Linked DNA regions of Sus scrofa: region 2 is linked to region 1. The links are chromatin contacts, called in public Hi-C maps. All regions are on one chromosome and are shown on one strand. Each heading gives the region's core, a stretch centred on a gene start, on an enhancer-like site or on the middle of the called end of the contact. The rest is flanking DNA. Distances are from core to core; before and after follow the strand shown.

Region 1 (5,453 bases), core at 898-3,397:
TGAAACGTATTTAAACTAATAGTGCTTTTATTTAAAAGACATTCCCTCCGGTAACTTTGAAAAGAAATTAGAATGTGTTTTTCCCCTAATTGGTTTACCCTTAAATAGATAGGTTACTTTATTCTGCTGATTTCCAAATTTCTAGCAAAACTAAGTATCAGTCAGTGGCCTGTTTTTAACTTCATTCTCAGAGTAAGCTAAACCGAAGAAATATTTGCTTTATCTAAACAAAAAGCTAAATAAGTACATTTGTTTTAAAGCAAACATAGAGACTATGATGCTGTCATCCATTCTGCTAAATAATGTCAAACAACCACATTCTGTGTAATCAACTCCATTTCAGAAACAAACTGGCCACTACACCATATGGTGACTGCTATTTCTTAGAAATACCCAAATGATTATCCACAGAATAACCTAAAAAGAAAAAGCTCACTATGTCTTAGAGTAGTCTCTCACTCCCTAAAGTTGTTCTAATAGCACCACAGGTACACAAGCATAAATTTAAATGGGAAAGTGTAAATTTCCATTTGCTGTACATAACCAGCTCTCTGCCACCCCCACCCAAGTGTCAAATCTGCTTGGAGTAGAGAGGTGAACACTAAGTATTCCTTTTCAGATACAATCTGCATTTAAAATTAGGATTTGTTCCTTTAATGCCCCTTATAGCAGCTATAAGGGTCTCAAAACACTTAATGATAATAAGGCTACTGGTCCCCAAAATTCACTGAACTTTTATCCGGAATAACTTCACTCATAATACTAGATTCCTCCTCCTCCCTGAAATACTTATATCACCAGATTTAAAAATACTCTCCTGAATTAATATTTCCTGCATAAATCCATTTGAATTTCTAAATATTCACTTAAGTATGTAGATACATAAGAGAAATGTCTCTTTTTAGTTTACATTAAAGCACAGTCCACAATTTTGACAAATTCTGATGCGCAAGAAAAACTATTCCCCAAATTGAAGTTTATAAACAAAACAGATTAGCATGTGATAATGTATGTCCCCAAATTACATTTAAAAACAAACTGGGCACCACCAAACACAATCTCCTCAATTAAGACACTGCAAAACCAGAAAATAATCAGTACCTCACTTCAAGTATTCTTTGTTTGTACTCTAGAATATTTTTACTGACTTCCATAAACGTTTACCTGTCCCTTTAGAGGAAAGAAATTTTATAAAAAGAAATAGAAACCTAGTAAAAATCCAAGTCTTAAAAATCACCCACTGCTTAAAAAAAAAATTAAAATAAATAAATAAACTTAATTCGAACATTTCTGCTAAAGGAGGAAAGTATGTGGGCACTTAAAAGTGCAAAGGCGCCATACGCCAGGTGTAGCAAATCTAAAAAGTTGGCCCAGCTGTGGAAGACCCTGCAAATGCCATCTAGTTTTATTACTTATTCGTGTTCCTGTTGTTCAAGGTTATAAAATATTGCGTGAGAGGAGGGGGGAAATTCGCTAGTTTCCAACTAAGGCTGAAGTTAGAGCGCTTTTCTAAGCTATCTTTCCTTCTGTTCCCAGCGATCGAATCCCCTCCACTTTGTGATGGATCTCAAGGGTTTCAAGTTTTCCCCATAGGCGCGAGAGAGGGGCTGCCGGCGCTTACCTGTTCTCTCGGTATGCAGGGCAGAGAGGTCCTCCGATGGGACTTGCTGCTACAGCCGGACATCTCGGCGGACACCACGGAGCTGGACCGCCTCCTCCTCTTAAATACCGGGATATCTTCCTTGGTCCCAGCAAGCAGCTGGGACCCAAAATGCTCCCTCGGAGCCGCCCCCGCTGACTGCGGCAAGATTTGCTCCACGTACCTGGCCAGGAGGATCCCCAGCACGCCGGCCAAGTACGCCAGGTAAGGTCTCCAGGCGACCTTGAATCTCTCTAAGGAAATGAGGGACACCGTCCTGACAGCGCTAGTCAAGGCGATCATGAGGACGCCCAGCCTCAGCCTCAGCACCAGCCATGTCGCGGCGGCCAAGCAGCTGAGCACCACCCCCGCGGCGGGGAGCGAGAGTAAGTGATCCTCCCCGACGCCCAGCCCAATCTGGACGAGCGCTTCCCCCCCGCAGCAGGCGGCCAGCAGCGCGACGGCCAGAGGCAGGCGCACCCCGGCGCGCAGGAGGTACAAGCCCATCCAGAAGAAGGCACAGAGGAGACTGAAGAGCAGCGCCGAGGGCTGCAGCCAGGGGCCGAGCGGCGCGCCGCCCCCGGGAGCACCACCCCGCGGCCCCGGGAAGACGCCCCCTTCTGCGCCCGGGGCCGCTTCCTCCTCCTCCGCCGCCGCCGCCGCCTCCTTACTCCGCTCCAGGTCACAGCCGATCTCCCCGCGGACTAGCCTCACCAACAGCGCCAGCAGAAAGGACAGGGAGCCCGCGTACAACGCGGAGGAAAGTTTCCGGCAGCGCCGGAGCGGCCGCAGCACCAGGTCTCCCCAGCAGCCGCGGCAACCCGAGTCCCGCGGCGGTGCGGTGGCGACGCGAGGGTGCTTGTCCCGGCCATCTGCGGGGGCCGGCCTCGCCTCCCCGTGGCCGGGCTTAGCCCCGACGCGCGCGGCCTTGCCCGGCGCTGCCATGGTGCGCCCTCTTCGCGGAGTCCCCGAGGTCCCCCAGGCACTCCCACCCCGCCACACACACACACACACAGACACGCACACACGCCCGCTCGCCCTCCTCCCAATCCCACCCTCGGAATCCCTCCTTCTCCTCCCAGCCTGGGAGCGTCGAAAGTTTCAGCTTTCGGCAACTCCTGGAGAATACTAGATGCTCCAAAGAGACGCCTTCAAGTTAAAAGCTTAGCACAGGCAGAAAGAATCAGACTTCCTCTTTTTCTCTCTTGGAAAAGCTCTGCAAAATTCTCCGCTCCACCCCCACCCCCGACTTCAGTCCTCCAGGGTCTCTCCCTACTTTGGGATTTTTAAAGATTGCCCAAGGTGTCCAGCGCTCGGGGACCGCAGCCACTGGAGGCGCGGAAGGCGCGGGGAGAGCTCGGGACCATCCCGGGCGCTACTGCGCGCGGGGCCCGCGGCAGACGGAGGTCCCCCTTCTCTTCCTTTCAGCAGCTCTTTATCACTCTTTCTTTCTTCTCTGCCGATCCTCCCCGGCACGGCCCCGGGAAGCGAATCGCCATTCCCTGGGGCAGAAAGCACAGCCTCCCCTGCGTCTGTCGGTCCAGTTCATGGCAAAGGGTGGAAAAAATGGAAAACGGGCTGAGAAATAAGCAAGAAGTTGCTAAGTCCGGTTGGAGAGAGACACAGTCCGAGAGACAAGCGGCTGCGGCAGAAGGAAGGGAGGAAGAGAGAGCTGGAAAGGAAGGGAAAGTGAGAAGGGAGAAGGAGATTTGCTCTCCCCCCTCCCACCCACCCCCGCCCCCTTCTTTTTGGTGCGAGGTTGGTAGTGATTTGCAATTTTGCAGAAGGTAAGGGAGTGAAGACGCTGCTTAAAACTGTATTTAAAAAGCAGGCAGCTGGAGCTATCTGCAATCCCGCTTGCTTTCTTTAAGGCAACTCCCTAGGAAAGCTTGCGCAGGCCAGCTCCCGGCCCTCCCCCGGAGGAGGCGCTACTCTCAGCACCAGAGCTCCTTTCCCCAGAGCGGTGCTGCGCAGCCAGCACTCTGGGGAATGGGTTGCTGAGGCACGTGAACTGCCCAGCTCGCTGCAGCCGGGGGACCGCGGGGGTCTACGGCTGGCCCTCAGGTTGAGCTGTCTAAGATGTTGGAAGGAAAAAAGAAAAAAAAAAAAAAAAAAAGGATTGTGCTTGGATACTTGGCAGGCGACAGGAGCCAACTGACTTCCCACTGTTATTAACATGACAGCCACATCTACTGTCTGAGTGATTCGAAGGTGCTTATAGGTTCTCAAGTCAGGTACAACAGCAAACCAAATTCAGGTGGCATTGTGAGGCCTTGACTGCTCTTGTGGGAAGGTCTGTTTTCAACAGAGAACCCAAGCTTTTCCTGTTGGTCCAAATAATGGAAAATCTCAACAAGTAACCTAGACCATGAGAACATTATTAAGGATAGGTAGGACGGAAGAGCAGGGGGTTTTTTAGTATTACTTAAAATTTTTTTAAAAAGGAAGTATATGAGAGTATTAGTGAACAATTGTTGATGTTGGATGGCAAATTATTTTGAGATTAAGTGACCCTAGCCTCAAGAAGGTGTACAAAGTTATGAAGCCAAAACAGTCAATCAGAAAGCCGTATAAAGAAATCTCAAGGGAAAAGCAGTGAGGACAGGTAGGTGAACAATAGGAAAGATCTTAGTAGGCTGTCTATGGTTGTGAAATACTATGTCTACCATTAATAAAGCTTATGAGAAAAAAATCAGGATCCTAGTTATTTATATTTACAGGATACATATTTCATGTACCACAGTACTGTAGTATTTGAGAAACTAAAGGAAAAACCATGTAAGATAACTTATTACTACGAAGAATAATCATTGGAGTTTTAGAAGTCCATCAAGGGTTTCTTTTTACACCTAGTTCAAGAATGTGATAATCCACGCTTGTTCATTTTTAATATGGCTACCTTAGATGTCATTTGCCCTCACTAATGATGTTAATAACAATCCAATTGTGTCTTAATTATCTTGACACCCCAGGTTAAAGTGTGTTTAGAACCTGGAGTATTTGGATAATTGGCTCAATATCCCACTGTATTTTTATGTGTAAAGCTGAAGCAATATAAAGAAAAGGCAAAGGAGATCCTTGAAGTAAAATTAATTCATGAGGGTAGGGAAGGAGAAAGGCTTAAGTCTTAAGCTTAGCTTCATGGTAAACAGCTTCCTCTAGTTTGGGGCAGGTATTAATAGTCATTTTATGACATAAATTAGGTATGAGGAGCTGTGATGATACAGCTCCTCTCCATCAGATGGCCAGAACTGTACTGCCACATGGAAAACAAGTTGGGCATCTAGTCAATGGCAGTGGACACCATCTGTTTACTAGTTAAGGAAACAGGAGCAGTGATGCCTCTGCCAAAGACAAATGAGGCCCCTAGCCTGCACACATACTTTTTTGAGTTTTCTTTTTACATGTATGATTTATATGCCAGAGCCTACCTGAAACGTTTAAGAGTGAAAAGCCTTGATTGGAATATCATGCTAATATCCGCTGACATCAAAAATAGCACATGAAAAGGAAAAAAAAAAGTTAAAATCCAGGCATATATCAAGGTTAGACAGAAAGGAACAGTAAGGAGAATTTCAGAATATTTCGATCTTCCCTATACTCTACCCCCAACAATTAACTCCGTTCTTTAGGGAAAAACAACAACAATAAATCATCATACAAACTAAACTTGTAAGAGATGGCATGCAGATAGTAAAGCAACACTGTGCCAGAAAAAAAATATAAGAATGGCATTTGTTAATGGCAGCAAAACAAAAACACTAGGTTTGTATGTTAATGACATTCTCAAGGTTTTCATTAATACTATAGAGGC
Region 2 (5,335 bases), core at 1,704-4,203, 480 kb after region 1:
AAAACATTTTAAAACTCTATGGATAGATGTGAACCCACAGAGAACTTATAATGATGCAAATGACTCTTGTCTAATAAAAATAAAAGTAAATTTTGTCTAGTAGAGATTTTATCAAATAAAGACCCAAATAACTTCTGTCTGGTGGGAGAAAAAGATGACCCCAAGTATTATACTTTAATTGCTCTTTAAAAAAAAAAAATTTGGCCATGCCCATGGCATGTGGAAGTTCCCAGTCCGGGGCTTGAACCCATACCTTAGCAGCAACATGAGCCCTTGTAGTTACAATGCTGGATCCTTAACCTGCTGTACCACAAGGGAACTCTGATACCTTAATTGCTCTTTAGGCATTAACTGGAATTGTGCCTAATTTAACAATCATTCATTCCGTATGCATTGTTTCAGTGACGAAAAATATCTCCCTCTACTGTACTCCTTTGAACCAGGTTTACCTACTTCAGGCTCTCTCATTAAAAAGTTAGAAATAATAGCCAAGATACAGAAACAACTTAAGTGCCCATCCATGGAGGAATGAATAAAGAAAATTCAGAACACACACACATACACACACACATGTGCATGAGCTGGAATATCATTGAGCCCTTTAAAATAAAAAAGAATGAGATCTTGCCATCTCTGATTAAATGGATGGATCCTGAGGGCATTATGCTAAGTGAAACAAGTCAAAGAAAGATCTCAATTATATGTGCCATCAATCCAAAACAAAAAACCCTAACCAAGCTCACAGATAAAGAGTATAAATTGGTAATTGCCAGAGACATTTTGGGGAGGGGGAAGAGGATGGGTGAAGAGGGTGGGATCAAAAGATACAAACTTCCAGTTACCAAATAAATAGGTCATAGGTATATTAATATATACACACACATATATATAAATCTTTATATTCTCACTTAAAAAGTCTTAGTGCCCAAATCCTGCCTTAACATTAGATATACTATCTCTCCATAGAAATCTCAAGACTTTCTTCCCTCCAAAAATCTCACAGAAACAAAGGCTCAAAAGCAAAATCAAAGGACACTGTATTATTTCTGTCTCAGCTCAAACCTGAAACCTCAGTGCAGACACTCTGGTAAATAGGGTTTAAGGCCTAAGGGGAAATTTCTCCTTCCACCTAACTCCAAATCTAAATTTCATTGTCAGACAGATTCTCCAGCTGTAGTAAAAGAAGAAAGTCAAGGAGCCCACCTGTCTTCTGGGTCAGTTCACCACCTGAAAGTAAGAGAGAAGGGCAGGCCACATTCACAGGTGACATTTTAGCAAGTATTAACTCATAGGCAAATGTGGTTTAATCAGCATCCTGAAATCTGATAAATCAAAATAACCATAATGTGGTAATTTCATATCACAATGAGGTTAGGAAGAAGAGTTAGGAAAAGGGGCAGGGACTTGAGTTAGCATATTTCCTAGATAAATACCTATACTGAGGAGCAAGAAGATGTGATTAAGTCCTGGGACAGGTCACACACAATCTAGTTAGCAAGGCCAGACTTTGAATGTGAAATAGTGACAGGGAGCTCTCAGTTGATAGAGATGTTCTAGGTTACAGGACTAACAGGATGACAAGATGACCAGGACTGGAGTTTTCTGAATTAACTTTGACAAGTGAAATGCATGATTTTTTCTTTCTTTTTTTCTTTTTTTTTTTTTAGGAAAGAAGCAACTGCAGGAGTATACAAATTGGCTCTGGAGAGAGGAAGAGTTCAGGGTCTATCCTTGGATACCAAGTCTAAATCTTAAGAATGGGGATACAGGAACAAGAATGTTAATGCAAATTACATGTATATTTAACTAAAATATGAAAAGAAGATGAGGGGGGAGAGAACAGCTGGGCAGCAGGATCAGGGGCAGGAAGCTGGGTTCTAACACACTCTGACAGCATGATTGCAATACCCCAGGGAAGCCCAGGCCCCAGCATTCAGGTCTTTTCTCTGCAAGCATCGCCCCAAAGCAACTATGATGCACAGCTCTCTAGATACCCAGAGAGTTTAAAGTTTTAGCAAATCTGAACAGACCCCTAGAAATCAGCATTAACTCCCCGGATACTCACAATAATCTTCTAAAACAAGTTGTACTGAAAGAAAGAAAATAAAGGGAGATGTAGTGGATGATGTGAGGTTTTGCTTGGGGAGGAGCAAAGAGACTGTATTCTAGGGGTTTGAATCCCAGACTAAGCAAACACTTAAGCTTGGTCTCATGTGCAGGGAGAGAACCCACATGGAAAAGCCTGGCAGGCAACCCTGGTTAAGCCACTAGCTGTCCTGGGCAAGGCATTCAAACACTCTGGTCTTATTTCTGCATATGCAAAATGAGAGAATTAAATCAAGAGAATGATCTCCTAGTTCCTTCCAGCTCTAAGGTGTGAAACTCTTAAATGTTATGAGTACCAGAAATTAAATTTCACAATGGATCAAAAGACTAGGAAGAGGTGGATTTAGTCTTACATATACAAGCACCAATCAATTCCTAGAGCCACCTTTTTACAAAACCTGTAAGTTCTTTATTTCTGAATAGAAAACAAGCTGTATGGAGAAATGGGACAATTAAAATCAGTAGTCACCATGCTGGGGAAAAAAAAAAAAATGATGAGGAGGTGTAGGGGGAGGAATTGCATATTCACTGTTTTATTAATGTGATGGTGCCTCCTGCAGTACAAGATGGACATGGCGCTTGAACTTAAAATGTTTCCTAATGGCAGAGCCAATCTATTTTAATAGTCTTGCTTTTTGAAGTTGTTTTTCTTTCTTAAATTAGAGTGGTGGGAAGAAAAGAGGATATACACTTCAAATGTTTTAAAGTTTGCAAGCCTTTGAATGAAAATGTTTCCCGACTAAATGCAAGCCTTGCCTGAGCTTGCTTTTGTCCATTCCCTTCACAAGTTCTCTGGAACCTGGCTTTCTTCTCTGTGCTTTGTGCCACCTGGTTTGCAGCTGAACAAAGAACAATCCTCTCCATTTTGCATTAGTCTTGCTTGAAGAGTCCATAAGAAAACAGTGATACCAAATGTGGCAGGCTCTTGAGAAAGTGTAATTACACAGAAACAAATAGGGTATGCGTAAGCCTAAATACGTCTGGAGTGATTTATTATTTTTGTTACAGTTCAATAAGTTTTTGTCTTTGATGTGGAGATTTTCATTGAGGAAAATTCTAACAGTAAAGCAAGCATTCTAACAGCATGACTCTGGAGCCAGACAGCCGGGGTTTGAAACCCAGCCCTGGTCCTAACTGATTATCTGACTTCGGTTAAGTTGTTTCACCTCTTCGTGCCTCGGTTTCCTCAGCTCTCAAAAGGGGTAACAGTAGTACTTAGCTCCTAAATATCGAATGAGTTCACCTTTTTAAAGCCCTTAGAGCAATAGCTCACACATAGTAATGCTATGTAAGTATTTATTACTACTAATAAATATTTGTTAAATAAAGAAGCCGTGAGGGGCAATAGGAATCTTTACTTTTTCATGTATTTTCCCTTTCATAATCACCATTCAGGTCTCTCTCTGTTATCTTCCTTTTCTGCCACAACTAATCATCTTTTTCCCATCCTTTTTTTCCTCAGATACATTCTTTCCTGTGCTCCCACCAGTACAGAGAAAATAAGAATCAAAGAATCATAAACAAGAAAAGTATAGCTAATGGGTTTTAGTCCTTTCATTTACAAGGAAAAGAAACGGAGACCCAGAGAGATTGACATGTCCAGGGTCAAACAGCTAGTAAACGGTGACTTCTTCACAGACATTCAAAAGCTCCTCCTCCAAAGCGTATTGTTTCTGATACTGGACTTCCCAATGCCTCCTTCTCTTTTGCCCTCCCTTCCTCCCTCCCTCCCTCCCTCCTCACTCCCTTTCTGCTCCCCACCCCCCTACACACTCCAGTGAAGGGCTGGCAACTGTGCATCTTGCTCATCTGTCCTTAATGACCTTTCACTGCTGGTGGCTTAATTCCCTGTTGCTGGTATACATAACATGGCTCATGGTTCTGAAACAAAAATGGCAACACATAGTAGGATAAGGGTTTCTACCTTTTAAAAAAAGGGATGTGAGTTGTTTGACAGTGAATGAGTCAAGAAAACATGAAAGGTAAATCAGAGGTGATTTTACATTTACAGAATTAACTGTTTTTAAAATTTTTTTTTATTTTTTTGGCTGTGCTCATGGCATGTAGAATTTCTCTGGCCAGAGATCAAGCCCACAGCACAGCTGTTATCAGAGCCACAGCACAACAATGCTAGATCTTTAACCATCTGAGCCACAAGGGAACTCCTAGAGAATTAACTCAGAATGAAGTTAAATGGAATCAGTAATGTTCTAAAATTGAAAGGTATGCCACCCCTTACATATGGGTATATACCACACACAAATTAAAATAACATTCATATTCAAGTCTCTAGAATCTTATTGGTTTCTATGTTGTGCTCTTTCAATCATCTGGCCACCGACACTCAGCCACCAAAGTATATACATCAGCATAATTTCATTACATGTCATCTTTTATTAACTACTCTCTGCAAAGAATTTGGTGATAATATTAAGCAAAAATAACAGAAAGCCCAGTAATACAGCTGACAGTTGAGTGGGGTGAACAGAAAAATAAAAATAGACAATGAAATTTAAGTGCTAAAATGGAGAAAAACAAAAGTATCCCTCCGTCAAGAGTGAAATGTAGTAGTCTCCATTGTGGTGCAGTGGAAATGAATCCGACTAGTAACCATGAGGTTAAGGGATCAATCCCTGGCCTCACTCAATGGATTAAGGATCTGGCATTGCCATGAGCTGTAGTGTAGGTCGGAGATATGACTCGGATCCTGTGTTGCTGTGGCTGTGAGGTAGGCTGGCAGCTGTAGCTCCAATTGGACTGCTAGCCTAGGGAACCTCCATATGCCATGAGTGTGGCCCTAAAAAAGAAAAAAGAACCTGAGTCAAATGTAGAACAAAAGACCATCTCATCCACTCTGATTGGGAGACGTGTACATAATAAATCAACAAATACACATGATTGGCAGTGAAATTTCTGTTGAGAAGGGAAGGATCAGGGTGCTGTCACAGATGAGAAAAGTAAGAGGGGGTGGAGCTAATTTATTTGGAATATCTGAAGGAATGGCCTGAGGCTACTGAAACCTGCAGAAGGAGCTGAGTAAAAAGGAATCCAAGCAAAAGAACAGCATCATTAAAAGCCCTGATTCAGTAAAGAATTTGGTGCTACCTTACTGTGCTGGGAGCTGAAAGGAAGTTAGCTGTACCCGCTGATCATGAACAAGATATCAGGCAGGATAAGGCCGGTGGGAGAGGCACGGGCTGGAGCCTGCAGCACCTCAAAGGCAATGTTA

Evidence for each region. Hi-C and Micro-C count contacts between places; a contact is called where the count stands out from the background.
Region 2: a contact with region 1 is called in a Hi-C map of embryonic fibroblasts, with 5 times the contacts expected there. The contact joins the enhancer-like site here to the promoter of PDE3A in region 1. A contact is called at or near these places in 4 of 5 promoter capture datasets (fetal liver, fetal skeletal muscle and liver), 14 of 47 Hi-C or Micro-C datasets (embryonic fibroblasts, epiblast stem cells, fibroblasts and 7 more) and 1 of 2 datasets of contacts at active chromatin or transcription factors (skeletal muscle).

What each region holds. Positions count from the first base shown.
Region 1 is chr5:52,735,624-52,741,076 of Sscrofa11.1, forward strand. PDE3A (phosphodiesterase 3A) reads right to left here and starts at 2,148. Exons shown (of 17, transcript NM_213736.1): 1 at 2,017-2,148; 2 at 1,622-1,986. The coding sequence starts at 2,146.
Region 2 is chr5:53,218,893-53,224,227 of Sscrofa11.1, forward strand. No RefSeq gene overlaps it. Among named protein-coding and RNA genes, the nearest start is that of AEBP2, 470 kb to the right of the region's middle. Within about 2 kb of position 2,954, at least 4 of the 83 cell types and tissues checked have an H3K27ac peak or open chromatin away from gene starts, as enhancers often do.